Regions from separate parts of the Zea mays genome. Here region 2 is linked to region 1. The links are chromatin contacts, called in public Hi-C maps. All regions are on one chromosome and are shown on one strand. Each heading gives the region's core, a stretch centred on a gene start, on an enhancer-like site or on the middle of the called end of the contact. The rest is flanking DNA. Distances are from core to core; before and after follow the strand shown.

Region 1 (2,696 bases), core at 55-2,554:
ATATTGTGGTGGGTTCTAGTGTTTCCTTGCATTTGGGCCCGAATTGAAGTGATAGCTTTGAGCTCTCAACCTCCCGTCGCACCCCCGAAGTTCTCAATATTGTATTTTCACAACTGCTCAGACCCAGAATTTAGTTCCCCTTGTTGCTGCCCCTCAAGGAATGGTTCTTCCTATGCTTGGGATTACATAGGCATTTGTTTACACATTTTTTGAATCTACACAATAAAATATTAGTCTGCCTCTTGTTTTTCAGTCATATGACTAATGAGATTAAATTGTACTCCTTTTTTGACAGCTATAATTATATAGGATGGGTATGCCTTGATAGAAACATTTTTTTACCTTTAATACATATCCTATTGCTCACGTTACTGATCATTAACAACATGAGATGATTATGGCTAAAAATTTATGTCATCAAGTGAACCCCATATACCATTGAGTTCCTAAGTTCCAACAATATATTTTATCAATATGTTTTATTATAGTGCTTCTACATCTCAATGTATCTTATCATTACATGTTGACTCCGTAGCAACGCACGAGCATCCACCTAGTATAACTATAACTAGGGTGAAATTTTATCCAAGACTAAGAACGCTTCTACGTACTCCGTACGATCGACATATAGATTAATTATAAATTTATAATAGATAATAAGATATTGTGCCGGCAAATAAACACTAAAATAAGTGTATCTAAAACTAAATACAAGGAACTATAAGATAGTGCTTGATCTTAAAAAAAAATATTAAACTTTTTTATATTTTTAAGTAACACAGTTCTATAACTTTTTTAAGATGTCAGTTTTTAGGATTTTAATTGTATTGTTTTTTACCTATAAAAATGTTCGAATGAATTTGTAAATAGATTTTTAAAATATTAAATATTAATTGTGGAAAAATATTTGTAGACAAATTTATCTCCCTAAACTTTTAACCTAGTCTGATTTGTGTCCATTGGCGTTGAGTTGTATTAGTAAAACCATTAATAAAACTACTTAAGATTAAAAACACAAAAGTTAAGAGATTTAAAAGAAACCGGTCTGTAATTCATGAAGGGAAATCGAATGGTAACGAACAATAACAACAACAATAATCTTTAAAGGGCTAGTGTTGGCTACGAAGCCCATGGCCGGCATATATGGTTGCATTGAGCTGGGCCTTGTGATTCTAATGTTGTTGCAAAAACGAAAGGGTGTGGGTGGATGGTTGGGCGGCATGCGCGGTGGGGAAGAGGAAGAGGAAGAGAAAGAGAGAGGGGGAGACATAGCAGGCCGCCTTGAGCTGGCATAGGATGCGACGGTCCGGCAGGGGCAGGGCTGGGCGGTCGACGGAGGCCAATTCTTTAACTTCCTTCCTCCGTCGATCATCCAGCACCAGCAGGAGAATCCCGTCGAATCCCCCAACCCAAGGGAGCGCGCGCGTATGCCTCCTCCAGATCCAAAGCAACAAGCAACAGACAGCGAGGGGGCACCGGGGTCCGCCGCATGTGTGTGGTTCATGGAGGATCATGCTTTCCTGCTTACTGCATTAGCTCCTGACGCGCCACCCTCCCCTCGCGTTCATTGATTTCTGTTATAATTACTCACATTATTATTGGTAAAGAAAGAAAGGGCACCTCTTCTAATTTGATGGGCATTCCGTTACCGTCTCAACTTCAACGTCAACAACAGGTAGGACGGAGTACCATTCTTTTCTTTTGTACATTTGTTGTCGACTCTATAATCGCTCTATGTTTCTCAACAAGGTTGCATAGAGAAAAAGGTCCATTTCATGTTCAGGAATATTGAATGTCTATATATGTTTCTGAACAAGGTTGCATAGAGAATAAGATCCATTTTTCATGTTGAGGAATATTGAATCGAGAGTTTTATAATGACCTCATTGCAGTTGATGCTACTATGGTTGGAAATCGGGCATGGTTTGCAGGTCTTTTCAGCGGCTCGGGCAAAAGGCGACAAGTCAGTGCAGAGAAGATAGTGCTTGATCTAACCCCTCTACAGGTACAGATGCACTGCCGTCATTATCATGATGTGTTTATTAGGCAAAATACATGAATGATTCTGTGCCGTCTCTTGGTTGTAGGGAAACAATAAATGAAATAGAATAAACACAATGGCATGGACCATGCAAGCTTAACTTCGTTTCTTCCTGCGCCCGAAATAACCCTGGTCTTAAATATTCATTCAGGAACAGAGGCTGCAAAGTCTGAAGGAAAGGCTAAATGTGCCATATGACGAAACTCGGACAGATCATCAAGTGAGGAAACTCTCGACTCAATTAGCTTCACGAAAACTTATAGATAGGGATTTCAATCCGTGTGTCCCTATATATGATGTAGATAGAGTCTTCAACTTACTTTCTGGAGTAATCTAAAAACAAATTTGGTATTCCGCAACACTTAGCACAAAAATAGGTTTCAGACTGCAACTAGCTTGCTCTTTGTTTTGCTCGGTTAGTTATATACCTTATTGACTTTCATGAATTTTATTATATTGTGTGCTTTGGATTTAGGAATCGCTTAGGGCTCTATGGAATGCATCCTTTCCCGATACAGAGCTCACTAGCTTAGTTTCAGAACAGTGGAAAGACATGGGGTGGCAGGGCGTGAACCCAGCAACTGATTTCAGGTTAATTCAAGTTTTTTTTTTGCTTCTCTATGCCCTATCTTTGGTTGCCGAGAATATGTTTCAC
Region 2 (2,696 bases), core at 142-2,641, 580 kb before region 1:
ATATAGAAGAACAATAATATTTAAGACATTAACAGACGTGATCATCTATCTATATTAACTATATATTTGTATGTAAAGTTGTCGATGGCATTTTTCGAGAAACTTTGGTGTAGGCAAATTAAGGATCGGAGATGGATTCGTAATTAATTACCATGTACATATATAATTACTAGCTACTTGTGGTAGATGATGGAACGTGATATATGCAGAGAATGCACATGGGATGATTGTCCGGGCTGAGTACTACTGCTATGCTACGTGGGCCAATAGGAGAGGAGTACAGAGGTGTCGGAAAGGCAATGGGATCGTCACTGTGCAGTGGGCCCCCCCCTCCCCCGATCCAGTCCACTGTCCACATGGGTGAGAGAATATGCTACCAGTGCTGTCTAGCTACAAATAATGCACGTGCCGTCCCTGTCTATTTGCTGGAGATATCCTTTATTGCAAGGATATTTGGCTACCTTGCTCTCTACGTGTACAGTTTTTTTTGTTTTAGAACGAAAAATTGAGTGGGTCGTTCATATATTCTGTGTGTGTGTATGAGTTAAGTGATATGCGAACTGGCCTATCAGCAACCACACTCCAACACGAGACTCATGTTTCAGAGAAATATATATGTTGAGTTTGTGATCCAAATTCTGAAGAAGGCGGCAGGAGATATCACCTCTATAAATATCTTTGTAAGTCGCAGGAGATATCTATCTCAATTGTAAATCTTCTGCGATCTGTAACCACCCGAAAATAGTGAGAAGTTGCCGGCCGGCGCTCGTGGTTTTTTCCCCTTCACTTTGGAGGGGTTTTCCACGTTAAATCCGTGTCTTTTCTGTGATTGATCCTATTTGTGTCGCATTTATTTATAACAATATAAGAGTCTGGTACCATAAAATTTACTAAGGCCGGGCGCTTTAATTTACAACGCAAGGTTTAGTAATAGAAATCATGTAGAAATTTTTTTTTGTTTCCTGCATATTTGAAAGAAGAATAGTAGTAGTCTAGCAACATGATAGATTCTTCATGTTAATTATTAGTTGTTGGACGTATATATTAATAATAAATCCGTATGTATCATGTCCTGGCTTGTTTGACTATGTGACTTAGATGCGTTTGGTTGTAATGATTGGACGGGATGTGATGGGATGATCCCTCAAATAAGTTTGTTTGGTTCAGGGTTAAGGATTGAGACAGGTCTATCTCACTGTTGTCTCCAGTTATCCTTTAAATTTGGATGAAGGAGACGTCCCTGTTGTCCCCTAAACAAACACACCCTTAATTAGCACAAGTACTACACGGTAAGAATGAATGGGGAAAAAATTACTAGCTGGCCGGCTGTTCGCAGTGTGCTACTAGCGCCCACTGTACGTATAAGGAAGCGGCTGTCCCTGGTCCTCACACCATCACTTGTTCTCTCTTCTCTCTCTCTCGTCGTGTGCCTGGGTCGACCAGCGACCTGGCTAGCTAGCTCTCCAGCTGCGCGCGCCATGGCCAACCCAACAGGTACTATATACTTATAAGCTGCAGGTCGCCGATCGAGCTTTTTAGTTTGTGAATTGAACTTGAATTCATGCATATGCATATGCATTCCTAGCTTAGCTACCTGATTTGTTTCATTATTTGTGAATATGCATAAATAAATCCTCTTTAATTTCTTTCTTGCTCTTCCACCTCTCTCTCTCTGCTGAACATCTAGCTTTTTGCTAGCTACTACCATCCTGGTGTGATAATAGTAGCAGTAGTAGTCCATGGTATATGCATCCGAGAGCCAATAAGCCGGCCATGTATATACTCTACTCTACTTTCCTGTAGCCACCAGCAGCAGCACGTACGGCCGATCGATGAGGCCGTATGCCTACGTTCATCAAGCAGGAAACCTCCTCCGATCGATGCTTGCTCATATCCTGATGATTCTGATGATACAGATGCCAATTTAGATGAATCTGATGTTTCTCTCTCGATCTCTACAAAGAGGCCTCGATCGATATCCTGGCATGTGGATCCAAGATCTCTAAACAAATGAATTAAGAGGCATGATGCGTTCCCTGGCCGGCAACCTATAATAAGAGGCAATCATGGATCCGGAGACCTTGCCCCTTGCCGGAGGAGAAAGCAAGCAGGAGTGGTGGTGGTGGTGTAGCTCTCAGTCTCCTCCGCCTCTCTGCCCGTTACAAGTGGCTACACTTGTGCCGCGTAGACTTTTCCTTGTTAAGTGGCTTGGTTCTAAATTTTAGACGCTAATAAGGATTATATCGGATTAGAATCATATCCTCTATTTTCATTCATTTTTAAATTAAAATTATTTTAGTGCCCAAATAAACTATGAAGGAACATTTGGACCCCTAAACTGGTCGACCTGAGCTGCAGTGTTTTATTTTTTATTTTTTATTTTTTGCGTGGGTAGGTGGGAGTAGGAGTACATTGGCCATGGAGGGTGTCAGGGAGAAGAGAGTAATGGCATGACAGTTGACTGGAACGCTACTTTTCCATCGCTTTCCACGGCGGCTTCTCATTTCATCACTCTCTACCTCTATTGGGCGCCGGGCAGCCACGCTGGAGGCGGATGGGCCCGAGAGCGGGACCACATGCATGGGCATTTTAAAACCGAAAATCGAACCCAAATAAACCAAATTGTCGGTCTATTCGGATTTTCGGGTTCGGGTTATGGGTTCGGTTCAGTTTCTAACCTTTAAAACCCGAATAGA

Evidence for each region. Hi-C and Micro-C count contacts between places; a contact is called where the count stands out from the background.
Region 2: a contact with region 1 is called in a Hi-C map of tassel, with 3 times the contacts expected there. The contact joins the promoter of LOC100281040 here to the promoter of LOC100283240 in region 1. A contact is called at or near these places in 2 of 25 Hi-C or Micro-C datasets (ear and tassel).

Annotation. Positions count from the first base shown.
Region 1 is chr10:97,822,930-97,825,625 of Zm-B73-REFERENCE-NAM-5.0, reverse strand. LOC100283240 (ELMO domain-containing protein 2) reads left to right here and starts at 1,304. Exons shown (of 9, transcript NM_001361256.1): 1 at 1,304-1,675; 2 at 1,893-2,005; 3 at 2,193-2,261; 4 at 2,517-2,632. The coding sequence starts at 1,904.
Region 2 is chr10:98,398,549-98,401,244 of Zm-B73-REFERENCE-NAM-5.0, reverse strand. It overlaps LOC100281040 (aconitase 2), which reads left to right and starts at 1,391. Exons shown (of 20, transcript NM_001153959.2): 1 at 1,391-1,494. The coding sequence starts at 1,479.